Linked DNA regions of Triticum aestivum: region 2 is linked to region 1. Evidence: chromatin contacts called from public Hi-C data. All regions are on one chromosome and are shown on one strand. The core of a region is the stretch at or near the end of the contact, and the rest is flanking DNA. Distances in the headings are between cores, read along the strand shown. Region 1 holds the start of LOC123098437 (ras-related protein RABF1). Region 2 holds the start of LOC123098439 (heavy metal-associated isoprenylated plant protein 6).

Region 1 (6,658 bases), core at 2,736-5,235:
TCTAGATACGGATGTATCTAATACTAAAATGTGACTTGATACATCCGTATTTAGACAAATCTAAGACAAGAATTTTGGGACGGAGGGAGTATGTGACATTGTTCTTGCCATCTAAAAACTGCTACTGATGACAAATGCATGTATGTTTCCCATTTGTAGACCATGAGGGGGCTAGTGTAGCAAAGGTATATATTTAGTTGTCGTGTGGGTTTGTAGAAAAAATGACAGCCATGTTAAAGTGATGTTCCCATGTGTTTATGAAAACAAAAATCCAAAAAAGGTTAGAAGTGAAGAGAAGTTGCCATCCTCAATTATTGCCATGTACATGACAAAGTTCTTGCCATGTGAACCCTTATGTTGTTGACATATGCTTGTGTGTTATCGGGGTCCTTTACTTAAGACGGACGTCGATAAGGACCGAACATTCGGTCTGGGGGCCTCCCAGACCAAACGAGGAGTTCGGTGCGACAGGCAGCCCCCTACGAACGAAATCATTCGGGGGGAGAGGCCTCCCAGCCCGAACGCTCCTTCCCATCGCCCCTACAGGCCTTTTTTCTGTACAAAAAAGCCCACAAGAACGAAAAAGCCCTATTTTTGCTGTGACAAAATAGACATTGTCCGTTTGCACGACAAAAATGCCATGATCTTTTGCCATGCTATGAAAAAAGTTGACATGCTCATGGGTCCAGAATGTAAGTCACTAAAAACAGTATGGGAAATCTACTAAAAAGTTGTTCAACAATTCACCATGTTCTGCACAAAAAATGTATGTTATGTTATACTCAAAATTACCATCTTTCAACATTTCTCTACAAAATATGCCATGTTCCCATGGCATCTAGCAGATGTTCATCTAGAGATTTATTTCATGCATCAGCTTATATTAGAAGTAAAAAATGCCATGGCAAAAATAGAGTAAAAATTGCCATGGCAAAGAAAGTAAAAATTGCCGTGCCATTAAAAGTAAAAATTGCCATGGCAAGAATGGTTTAATTGTTGCCACGGCAAAAATGTAGTACTTTTGCCATGGAAATAAATTAAAAAATGCCATGGGCTACACAAATATATTTAAGATGCTACATAGGAAAATTTGCCATGTTGTATAAAATGTAAATTTTCCATAATATTTAAATTAAAATTGCCATGCACCTAACAATAAATTTGCCATGGCAACTAAAAATAAAATTTGCAATGGCAACTTAAACTAAAAATTTCCATGGCAACTTACACTAAAGTTTGCTGCGTGAATAAAAGTATTTTTGCCATGGCAAAAATGGAGTAAAATTTGCCAAAAAAGGGCATGACAGAAGATGTGGATGTTCTTAACAATTACTAAATTTGCCATGATCTACCAAAAAATAATTTGCCATGGTCGAAAAAGGACTTAAAATTTGCCATGGTCAATTAATAAAACTTGCCATGGTCAATAAATTAAATTCGCCATGGTCAATTACTAAACTTGCCATGGTCGGACTTAAAATTTGCCACGGCCGATTAACAAAACTTGCCATGGTCAATAAACTAAATTTGTCATGGTCGAAAAAGAAATTAAAAATTTGCCATGGTCAATTAATAAAAACTTGCCATGGTCAATTAATAAAACGTGTCATGGTCAATAAACTAAATTTGCCTCCCTCGCACGGTCGTCTGAATCGGTGCAGCCCATCACACCTGCCCATCGCCATGTGGTTATTACGAAGATTGAAATATACAAATTTGCCATGTTGTGGAAACATAATGTGTAAGCAGTGGCGGAGCGTGAACCAAATATCAGGAGGGGCCAAAACGAGTGAATGACATAGAAAAGACTAGGGTGATCAGACATGCCGGATGATTAGTAGAGCGATTAGTAAAAATATAAGCATATTGTGTAAATTTTCCCCTAGCAAGGGGGGGCCAAGGCCCGGTATTGTCCCCGCTACGCTCCGCCACTGTGTGTAACTGAATTTGCCATACAAATTATATATAAATTTGCCAAGTTATGAATGGATTCGATGAACTTCCTACAGAATAATGCATAGTTCCCATGCCCATCATTTTACTGAATAAAAAACTGATGGCGACTTTATTAAAAAGTATTTTTGCCATGGCAATTAACATTACCAGTGCATACAGTTCCAGCATCAATTTGGTATGTCAAAAAAACTGATGGTAACTTAATATGCTCTTCACTCTAAAATTTCTCCCTGATATGAAGTAGCCATATCATCTGAATATAAATTGCCATCTGCTAACTGAATATAAATTTCTCCCACGTTTGCTGGAAAAGTTTAGGTTTACAAAAAACGATGAATCAGCCATGGTTCATATCACAAAAAGCATGCTCTATTTTCTTCAGAAACATGACAGTTTGTGTTGCTCTGTTCTTACCTGAATGCCCCTCCTGTCCAGGGTCTTCTTGAGCTCGTCCAGCATGCCCCTCCTGACGATGCTGCTGATGGCTGCTGCGTCCAGATAGAACAAGTTTCAGACATGCTCTGCTTGAGATGCTCACGTGTGGGCAAAATTTCACACCAAGTTGCTGTAACTTACCACCCATGTCAAGGACGATGTACTGCACGCCGGTCTTGCCCTTGGCACTGGTCCGTTCGTGTGATCCTCTCGCGCGTGTTACCGGAGTTGGCGAAGTAGATGGGCGAGTCCCCCCGTTCTTTCGTCGAAGCGCCGAATCTGAAGGCTCGGCGGCCAGGAAATGGCACAACGGCTCACTGCATTCACAAAAGCAGAGTGATATACTTCCTGCTGGCTTCCTCACTGAGAATCTGCAACCCCACAAAATATGAGTCACACACAGTATATGCTTTTTAGTCAAAAAATGCAGAATTAGCAGAGCACGTTATTTCACTGGAGCCATGGCCGGAGCTGATCAACGAGACTACGAACACGGTCGTAGCAGGCATCTTCCTTTATAACAGCAATGAGATTAGACTTGAAGAAAATATCAGATGCAGCAAACAGCCTCACAGTGCAGTGCAACAAAAACTTGCCATGAAGACTTGAACTGTGTGTCCTCCTACGGCTGGGACGAGGGGAGGAGGCCTCGCCGCGCCAACGCAGGATCCGGAGCGCCACCCAGCGAGCCTGCTGGTGGTGGGTTGCTGCTCGCCGAACTCTCCGGCGAGCGTGCTGGTGGTGAGCCTCCGCCTCTCCCCTGCACGCCGCCCTTCTCCATCGAGCCTGCTGCTGCTCGCCGCACTCCCCGACGAGCGTGCTGGTGCTGACACTGAGCTCGTCCGGCGAGCATCTGCCTCTCCCCCGCCTTCGGCCCGATTTCGGCCAGATCCGGCCCCTGCACCACCGGTGAAACTTCTCCCCGTCGCCGCCCGCCTCGTCACCGACGCATGCCCGCCTCGTCGCCGGCGCTTGGTCACTTCTCTCTTCTGTCCCGCAGCGAGGAGAGTGGGTGGGGGCGGTGGAGGGAGAGGGAAATGAATAGAGTAGTGGGCACGCGTGTGCGCGGAGGAAAAGGTTCGCGGCGGCCCTTGATTTTCCCGAACGAAAAAAATAAATGACGTGGCAATTCTGACGTGCTTTAAGATTTGTGTTGAAATCCTGCGGTGGAAAGGGCGTTCGGGACGAGACTCTAGAACATGGCACGTTCGGGAGTTATTGATTCCTTTTTTTTGGGTACCTGCCTCCTTAGCTGTTCTAGCAAAAAATATCTGCTAATTGGGCCTTGCAAGCCCACAGTTTTATTTTTGTGTCTAGAGTTTGGAGCGCTGCTTAGGCCTTGTACAATGGGAGATACTTAGAGAGGTGCTTAGAAAAATAAACCGATTTTTTTAAGCACCGGTGCCTATTTCTACAGAAGTGACGCTTAGTTAAGCGTCTATCCTGTGCAAATAAACACCGGTGCTTAAAGAAAACCTGATTTATTTCTCTAAACACATCCCCTAAGCACCTCCACAAGGCCCGGCCCGGTAACCCAGTCCAGCATAATAAATTTCAGATCACTTGGATTTCGCACGGCGTGAGACTGACAGACGTAGCCCGGGTGGGCAAAACGACTCGTCACCCCCGCCTCTCTTTCCCCAAGCAGCAAAGCATCGCGTGCGACACGGGCACGACGACAGACAGAGCCTTCGACCGGACCAACAAACGAACTGTGCCCGCGACTGCGAGCGAGCGAGCGAACCGAGGAGGACAGCGCAACCGCCGGATCGATCCGTCCCCCCGCCGATCGCCACCGTTCCCCGGAGACTCCGCACGAACCCGGCCGAAGGCGCCGGCCATGGGCTGCTCCTCCTCCGTGCCAGGTCGGTTCCCCTCTCCCGCGCCCCCCCCCCCCCCCCCCCCCCCCCCCCCCCCCTTCCGGATGGAAGTCGCCGCGCACCCTTTGATGCGGGTGCTGTGGTCGCCGGAGTTTAGGTTAGAGGATCCGTGATGTTCTGTGGGGGGTTTAATTTGGACCCCGATTAGTGCCCCAGGCCACGGCGTCTGGCGTTCGGCCACGCATTTTCTTAATTTCTAGGGTTTGGAGCGTTGCTTAGTGGTAGATTTGTATGAGTGATTCCTTGGAACGGCGTGTCTGCGTGCTATTCCCAGACTTTGTGTGTGGATGTGTACGAGTCGGGAGCGGGGTAGCTTGCATCCGGGGCAGAAGAATTAGGCACTTGCCCACTTTAGCGTCATGTCTTAACACACAACTATTTTTGTCTTGCAGCTAGAAGCACCGGAGGGCTGAACAATATCAACGGCAGCTCTTCTGCTGCTGATTCAAATGACTTGCGTGCCAAGGTACTTTTTCTATCCTTTGGGCTGCTTTTATTCACGTTGCTTGTGGTATCGGCACAAGCAATTGTGACTGTAGTTTCACATTCGTATGACATTACAGCCAACATTTGATACCCACTGCACGGTTATATAGACAGGATGGCCTCTGACCAGATTCAGATATACGAAATCCCGGAAACAACATTCCAAACATAGCTAGTATTTTTTTCCCCTACAATCTTGAGACCTGGGTAATTTCCTCTGGGTGTAGTGTATAGTCATATGTACTCCTACTATACATCCCTTCAGTAAAATACATTAGAAATATGTTAATTACGGCTGTATTGTCTACTTGTATGTACTGTAATATCTATATTTTCTGGCATATGTGTGAAACCAGAAATCATTTTGTTGTGGAGAAGCTCTGTGGTACAAGGTTGGAATTATGCGATTGCTCAACTCAATATTTGAAATGTAGGATAACTGGGGTCATACTGTACCGATTTGGTTATTTCTGTGCCTAATCAAATAAAAAGCTTTCAACTGCTTCATCTGACTGCTCTATCTAATTCACAATTAATGTGGTATAACGCACATACCAGGGTACCACTATGCTGAGTAGCACTGATCCCCATTGTAGCAGTATATATGCATACATTTAGCTTGTTTCCGCGTGGATGCTTTTTAAAAATAGGCATAGTCCAGGATCAAGGTGCCGCATTGCGCTTGTTTGCATGTTCTGTGCAATCAATATTCCACATGAGATGTTAGCCATACCAGTTGTTGCATTTACATGTTTTGGCAACCTTCAAAGGGTCACATTGCGTGAAACATTTTCTCATCTTACGCAAAATATGTCACAGTGGCCTTGTTGTTTGGAGAGACTCCTATTTTGTTCATTCTGCGAATGTGATTCTCTCTTGATAGTGTGCTGATATAACAGAAGCAGAAATATTTCTGTACCAGAATACCAAAAGAACAACAAACCTGAAACTAGCAAACCTAATCAAGAGAGCAAAAACTTGAGCCAAAAAGAAGAAGAAATGAACTAGAAAGTTATCAAACTCGCTAGTTGCTTGGACGGTTGGAACGTAGGTTCTGCTTGACATATTTATGCATATGGATGATTGCACACTCTCTTTACGTCAATCAACCCATTTATTGCATCGTCGTCCCTGCTGAACACATTTTACCGCGTCAAATGATAATTAGTGACTCTGTTTGATGTTTCCATTGTCTTCATGTTGCAGTTGGTATTGCTTGGAGATTCTGGTGTTGGAAAAAGCTGCATCGTTCTTCGGTTTGTCCGCGGTCAGTTCGATCCAACTTCCAAGGTGTGACTGAGCTGCAGATGAAAATGTTACTTTCACCTTCGATGCAATTCCCTCGCTCCATAAGCTCCATTGTTTAAGTTATTTGTAAATAATTTTAGGTAACTGTTGGTGCATCATTTTTATCACAAACATTGGCGTTGGAGGATTCGACAATAGTGAAGTTTGAAATCTGGGATACTGCTGGACAAGAGAGGTACATATCTGGTGCTTTAGTTATCCTATATAATGTTAGGTAATAACATGTTGTTGATGAAGTGAAAAGCATTGTTTATGTTTTCTCCACAGGCTTAGTAATATTTCACATGAATTTTTTACTTGGTTGCACCCCATGCATTTCTTTTTCAACCAATAAATCAGGACTCATGTGGGAACTTTTCAATTTCAGATATGCTGCCTTGGCACCCCTTTACTACAGAGGAGCTGCTGCTGCGGTTGTTGTCTATGACATAACTAGTCCAGAATCATTCAAGAAAGCACAATATTGGGTGAAGGTAAACTATGCTAAGTCTCTTTATTCTGATGTTTTGTGGATCGGTTTTGTTGTTCTTTCCTTCAGTGCTGGATTTGTATATGTGCTCAAAACTCTACTGTAGTGAAGGTCTGTATTGTAC
Region 2 (7,293 bases), core at 3,890-6,389, 170 kb before region 1:
ATATTCTTTTTTGTAAAACTCAAAAACAAGAAGAAAAAAAACAGAAACTGACACTGGGCTCTAGGTTAATAGGTTAGTCTCAAAAATAATAAAAAATAGTGAAAACATCTTGTTTTGGTTGGAGATGACTGTCAACTGAGTGCAATGGTAATACTGTCTGAATTGCCCCACCCTCTTTATAAACCCTCTTTATACTGTCTGATTTCACCTCTTAGTCATTGTTGCATTTACCAGAAGATAAACTGCTATTTTTCCTTGAGAAATATTGTAACAGGCATATCTTTCCTTATATTCCATTGTTAATGATCTGTTTTTGATAATTTCAATTCTTAATTTTCATTGTTTATCTCTATGTATGCGAAAAGCTGGATTTGCGACAAGTTTATTTGGGAGAATAGTTGTGCTCAAAGTTAATAGACATTTGTTGAACATATAGTATCATATGAATCCTTCTATCAGCTTATTTCCAAATGTTCAATTCTATGAGAGGAATTAGCACGGCGGCCTAGTTCAAGGTGTACTTCCATGCCGGTGGTTGAGCTCGACGGCAATCCGACACAGACGGCGTCCACCAACAACTCCTCCTCCAAGGACAAAGTGGGCCACACGTAACAGACATGTGTACAAATTTGCTTTTTCATGTCATTTATTTACTGATAATTCATGTTTGGCCTTAATTCTTGCCTTTTGTTTGTAATAGTTGTTCATAGGGTGAAATTTCTTCATGACGTTGGTTCGTTTGCATAGCCAAATTGTAATGTTTATATTTTATCACTCTCTATCGTTGGATAGAAATATATTATTTAATGTCCTTGTCCTCATTTTGCTCTCTTGAACCACAGAGTTTCTTGGCGTCATGTACCTTTATGGTGAAGCTTTCCCTTCTTTTACTCTTACATATACATACGCTATTGAACTAAGCTACCTGCGCATAGAAACCAGAGGTCATGATTAGGAATATTGCTGACGAGGCGTGTATATGGAGACCCCCGTGGAGAATTGGTGTTGTAGGTGCCATGGGCAGGGGCAAAATTCTGCGAAATGCAATATGGAGTTGTCTGTTGACCCCCTGGACTAGACACGTATAGTTAGTTTTCATTTTGCTTCAATCACATGGCGTCACATGTCAGTATGTCCTTGCATGCTATGTAACGGTTAGTCATAAGTGGGGTAATGTTTTGTTTATATCTAATGTAGAATCGTGCTATTTGGGAGGTATAAATAGATTGTTTTATAGGTTTTAAAATGCATATTTAATTATTTTCTATACGTTGCAATGCAGCCCATTTGATATTTTTTAGGCTGTATGATGTTTTTTGTTCCGTTGCAACGTACGGACATATTTACTATTCCCTCCGTCCTAAAATAAGTGACTCAACTTTGTACTAACTTTAGTACAAAATTGAGTCACTTATTTTGGGACGGAGAGAGTAGTTATTTCTAATTAATAAAAATATTATTGATGTTTTTTTAAGGAAAAAAAGTGATTTTGAGCAAACGCACATACCGGGGAAGATGAAAGGTAAACGTTTACACCTGGCGCGCCGGCCGAACTTTGAGCCGGACGCACGCGGGCCATCAAATGGAACCTGATCGAATAGCCTACACGAATGCTTATCCCCTCGCGAAGCTTCTCCAACCTTATCCTATCACTCGACCAGGCCGCATCTTGGGCTGCTCTCGTCCACCCACTTGCTTCTCCCTTATCTCCTACCTCTTTCCTTTTTCCTCCTCACGCTACACATATCTTCACCTACCTCTTCTCACAGCCATGGTACCAAGGGAAGAGGTGGCTGCTGCAGCAAACCCATGAGAGATTCGGTGCCCGGCGGTTGCTGGGACTGTTGGTTGCCGGCGTTGGAACCCCTTGAGGTTTCGGTGCTGGGACCAGCGAACATCGGTGCTGCTGCCGGCTTCGTGGAGGGCGCTGGACCCGGCAGGGATGCATTTTTTTGCGCCAAACGGCGCGATGCTACAACTGGTGTTTTGTTTTGCTACCACCATCGGATTTTTTTGCTGGAACTGGCGATCGTTTTTTCTGGAGATTTGCAACTCGCTATCTTGTTTTGGTACATCCCGTATCGATTTTTGCTACAACCGGTGACAGTTTTTGCTGGAACCCGGCGACAGATTTTTTGGGATGCAATCGGTGGTGCGCCCGTGCAGCGCGGCGACAGGCGATGCGATGCTACAACCGGTGATTTTCTTTGCTAGAACCAGTGATTCAATTTTCTGGAACCTGTGATCCAATTTGCTGGAACTAGGAAGACACAAATTTCTGCTGGAATCTATGATGCAATTTGCTGGAAGCGGTGAGTTGTTTTGCCGGAACCGACAACGTCAGTTGTTGCGATGGGCAAGGTCAATTTTGCTGGAAAACGAGATGCGGCGGCAACCGAACTGGGAGCGGCACCATTACAGCTGCATCGGGATATAATTTTTGCTGGAACCCGCATAGTTTTTTGCTGCTACCGGCAAACCAATGGTGTTCTGTTTTTGTTGAGATTTTTCTTGCTGGGAAACACAGCGGCCGATGACGGCGACGAGCGGAGGCGGCGACGGGCGGCTCGGGTCGCCGGCAAGCGTGGGAGACGAGGGGAGGAACGCGCCGGCCGGTTGGGGACTTTTTTTTTTCAGATCCCGTGCGAAGGGAAGAACAAGAGGAAATCGGGATCTGACGGTTGTAGTAGGTCAAATTGGATGGTAGCGCGACGACCGGCCCAAATTTGAGCCGGCGCACCGGCGCAGAGTACTGCCGGAGAGGAAAAGCATCGGTAGCCCGCGATGCAATTCACTGAGCACCGCAGAGACTGAGAGAGAGGTATAGCGCGTACAGGCAAGTGCTGCGATATTGGAGAAAGTGGATCTCCCGGGCCCCCTCACGCATGAGCGCGTCGTGGGCCTGGGCCGAGAGCACGCGCTCGCTCGCGCCTCTTCCGCACCGATCAGTTTCCTCTCGGTTGCCTGAAGAAAAACCCAACTTCCTCTCTGAATGGGAAAAAAAACGCTCGTGAAAGGAACGCGTCACTTTGCCTCGCGACTGACCACCCTCCGTCGTTGCGGTGGTCGTCGCGAGTCGCCGTGAAAGTTCACCGTTCGTGAGCGGCAACGAAAATGCGGAGCAAACCAAAGTGGCACAGGACAAACACCACAGTCGACAGTCGTTTCCCATTTCGATTTGAGAGTTCAGTCGCAGCAACAGTACATAGAACACGAGCCTCATGAGTCATGATACAAACCAAAGCACGATGGAAATTCTCTTGCTTTTTTGTCTGGAACTGGCGTATGGCTCCTGCAGCTCCCTTGGCCTCCACGAAAGGCCCCGTCAACGTGCACAAGCAGAAAATTCACCGCGTGCTACGAGCCAAACGAACCTCCGGACGATTCGCTTTTCGCGTCACACGATCTGTACTAGAATCCAAACGGCCTCGCACTGTATGTGCGTACGTACGTGATGAAGTTCTGTACGACCCGTTCTCTCTCGCGTGAACGTACTGGTAGTGGTAGTACAGTACGTAAGCACACGTAGCTCACAGGACAGGTGGCGGCACACCACGTCGCCGTCGGGGAGGACGGCCGCTGACGTACGTACCACCTGCCCAGCTGAACCATTCACGTTTCGAGCGACAACAGTACTCCAAATACAGTACCAGCACTTCTATAGATCCATCTACCTTGTGCAACAAAAAATTTGAGTTGTCCTGTGCTAATTTTTGTGGGATTATACAGAAGAAGCCCAACGGCTAGAAAGGAAATAAAACTTTCTTTTTTTTAGATGGCCAGGATCACAACCATATTTTTCCCAAGGTTTAGTAGTGTTAGTCTTCAACATCAAAGTACTAGTATTCTAAAATTATTACAAACGGCACAAATAGGAAAATATGCCTACATGATCTATTATTGAGTTGTCATCCAAACCGGTTCAATGTACCCCGTGCTACCATCTTTCATGTACCTAGAGACAATAAGCTCTCGCACTTTCGCGTGTTGCACCATTGACCACATACAAATATTCATATAGCATGGAAAATAATCTATAAAATATTGTGGACTTTCACTCTGTTAAAAATACAATCGTTAGGGTAATTCCAAATAGTCCAAAACAAAGCAAAAAATACCAACGCAGTTCCAAATACGTGTACTTATTACACCGTGTAGTCACCTCTGCTGCTAAGATCGACGACTCAGTTGCAGCGGTGGTCTAGGATTTGGCAATGTAAAGGCAACCGTGGACAACATTCCAACGGCTAGGGAAAAAAATTATACACTGCACCAAAATCAGTATGATGGACAAACATTACACTAGTAAAAATATAACTTGTAAACTGTTTGCGGGGCCATGACCCCGCCCCTAGATCCGCCACTGCTCGGCCGTTGAGACCTCGTAGAACGACTAGGGTTAGAGAGACGGCTAGAACAAGATAACACTCCAATGTTAATCATTGCTGGTTTCAAGAAAGGGGTGACTTAACGACATCATCGACCAGAGATGAGGTCGACTGTTTGCTCGTGTAGCCTCGTGGGGTCCGGCCAGGCATGTCCGAAACTCAATCGAGAAAGAAAAAAAAAATAGAGCTGCCACTATACCGCAAACACCTATCGTTCCATGACACGCAAACATACATGTAGAAGTTGAATCAAAATTCAAGATCGTCTGTCATGACGTCTACGAAAACAAGGTAAAGGCCAGAAGGACAGCCCTCGCCGTGTTTTAGACTTTGGAAAAAGAAAGAAAGAAAACTCTTTTGTAATCAGAAAGCCACTCCATTGCGCGTGCGCTACGATTTACTGTAGCTAGCGAGCCGGGCAATCCGACCGGTGGAGGAAAAGGGAGAGCAATGACGACGGGTTCACCTTTGCATGACATGACATGACACGGCCAGCCGCGGCGACAGTAACACCCATCAACTCAACGCGGTGATGACGTCCCAGGCGAGCGAGCGGGCGGGCGTAACCAGCACTCCCCGCCCGCAAACAGCAGCGGCGGCAGAAACTTACCGCCACGCGCACCGCGGTTGTGGATCGGATCGGGCGGCCGGCACCGCCTGACGCGCGGGGTGGGGCCGCTTGCCTTCTACCTTTCCTTCCACCCGCTCCCCACCCCCCGCCTATTTATCCCCGCCCGCGCCGCACTGCCGTTTTGTTTCGTCTCGATTCGCTTGGTTTTTCTCGCAGAGCCCGCGCCGTCAAACACCCACGCTCCCCCGCTCGCTCGCGCCAACACGTGTAGGAGACCCGGAGAAGAGGGAGGCAGAGAGGAAGAGTCTAGAAATCTCTCGGAGAGCGTAGCTAGCCAGCCTCGTCGGTTTCTATGGGGGCGGGGAAGGAGGCTCCCGGCGGCGTCGAGGGCGCCGCCGAGCCGCCGCCGCCGGTCGTGCTCAAGATGGTCTTGCATTGCGCCGGCTGCGCCAAGAAGGTCCGGAACAGCATCAAGAGCATGCCTGGTACGCGCCCGCTCCATCCCGCCGCCAATTTCTTCTGCCCTTCTCTGCATTTTGTTCGGTCTGGTGGCTGATTCGTGTGCTCCGGGCTTGTCGCGCAGGTGTGCAGTCGGTGGTGGCCGACGTCGCGGCGAACAGGGTGGTCGTGGCGGGGACGGCCGACGCGGCCGCGCTCAAGGCGCGGATCGAGTCCCGGACCAAGAAGCCCGTCGAGATCGTCTCCTCCGGCGCCGGCGCCGGCCCGGCCAAGCCCGCAGCAGCCCCCGCCGCGGCCGAGAAGAAGAGCCCCGACAAGGAGGGCGACAAGAAGAATCCCGACATGGGCACCGGCGGAGCCGACAAGGGGGATAAGGCCGGCGCCTCCAAGCCGCAGCCGCCCAAAGAGGAAGACGCGGCCAAGAAGCAACCGCCCACCCCCACCCCCACCGAGGAGAAGAAGCCCACGGAGCTCCAGGTCGGTACACAACACACGCAGCAAATCCTGCCCCCACGCAATACTCTGCTCCCAACCACCACGCCCGTCCCACCGACCTCGCGACTCACGATGTCTCCGCTTCGATTTTGCTTTCGCAGGAGACCACGGTGCTGCTCAAGATCCGCCTCCACTGCGACGGCTGCGCCGACCGCATCAGACGCCGAATATACAAAATCAAAGGTGCGGTTTTGCCGGGATTCTTCTTGGTTCTTCGAATCCGGTCTGTTCTGCTGTTAATTTTGTGTCCTCCGTTCGAAATTGACGATGTTCTGTGTGTCTTGTCTCTTCCAGGGGTCAAACATGTGGAGCTGGAGGGCAATGCCAAGGACGAGGTGAAGGTCACGGGCACCATGGACGTCCCCGCCATGGTGGCGTACCTCACAGAGAAGCTCAACCGCGCCGTCGAGGCCGTCGCGCCCGGCAAGAAGGACAAGGGCGCCGGCGACGAGAAGAAGGACAACAAGGGCGCCGGCGACGGCGAGAAGAAGAAAGACAAAGCGGCGGCCGGCGACCACGTCGTCATGAGCCAGGACAAGGGGAAAGGCATCGAGGTGGCGGGCCCGTCCATGGCGTCGGCCGCGGCCTCCGTGGCGCCCGCGCCGGTCCAGGCGAGGACGCACCACGTCTCGCCGTACGGCCAAGTCCCGTACCCGCAGCCGCAGGGCCCCCCGCCCAGCTACTACAGCCCCTACGGCGGCAATGCCGACGGCGCGGGGTACGCCGGCGCCGGCGGCTACTACCAACAACAACAACACCCCAGCGCCAACGCCGGCGGCTACTACCAGCAGCAGCACCCGGGCGGCGACGCCGGCAGCTACTACCAGCAACCAAGAGAGGCCGGCAGCTACTACCAGCAGCAGCAGCCCAGCTCAGGCGGCTACTACCAGCAGGAGCACCCCAACCCCCAGGCGTACCAGCCGTACCCGCCGCCCTACCACTTCGACACGGCGCCGCCCTCGCAGATGTTCAGCGACGAGAACCCCAACTCCTGCTCCGTCATGTGACGCGACCCGCCGCCCGAAAATTCACTCATCAGCGCCGACGACCTGCGCCGGCCAGCCGGCCGGGAGAGAAGATCAATGCTGACATAGTAGCAGACAGCGACGAGGCTCTCCACTAGCTTAGCTTAGCTCTAGTTACTTGGATCGGAGGCATCCGTCCATCCATGAACCGATGCGTGCCTCCGATCAAATTTTGGTTCCCCCTGCCTTTTCTCTGCTGTCTCTGCCCCTGATCGACCATTGTTCGTTCCTGCCACGAGCTCCATTGGTTAATTAACTTGATTCTGACCCCGGTGGTTCGGTTAAATTATCAGATGAATTAAGATCGACGAATGGGTCGCAAATTGCGTGCGCGCTCGTTGGTGGCGAGCTAGGC

What was found. A called contact is a pair of places that touch in the nucleus more often than the background predicts.
Region 2: a contact with region 1 is called in a Hi-C map of leaf, with 4 times the contacts expected there. The contact joins the promoter of LOC123098439 here to the promoter of LOC123098437 in region 1. A contact is called at or near these places in 2 of 5 Hi-C or Micro-C datasets (both in leaf).

The regions. Positions count from the first base shown.
Region 1 is chr4D:439,354,256-439,360,913 of IWGSC CS RefSeq v2.1, reverse strand. It overlaps LOC123098437 (ras-related protein RABF1), which reads left to right and starts at 3,985. Exons shown (of 8, transcript XM_044520422.1): 1 at 3,985-4,256; 2 at 4,664-4,737; 3 at 5,964-6,047; 4 at 6,146-6,240; 5 at 6,433-6,538. The coding sequence starts at 4,232. LOC123098438 (a long non-coding RNA gene) reads right to left here and starts at 3,432. Exons shown (of 4, transcript XR_006447781.1): 1 at 2,533-3,432; 2 at 2,371-2,444; 3 at 1-2,260.
Region 2 is chr4D:439,521,903-439,529,195 of IWGSC CS RefSeq v2.1, reverse strand. LOC123098439 (heavy metal-associated isoprenylated plant protein 6) reads left to right here and starts at 5,139. Exons shown (of 4, transcript XM_044520423.1): 1 at 5,139-5,444; 2 at 5,543-5,895; 3 at 6,015-6,096; 4 at 6,208-7,227. The coding sequence starts at 5,312. The coding sequence ends at 6,920.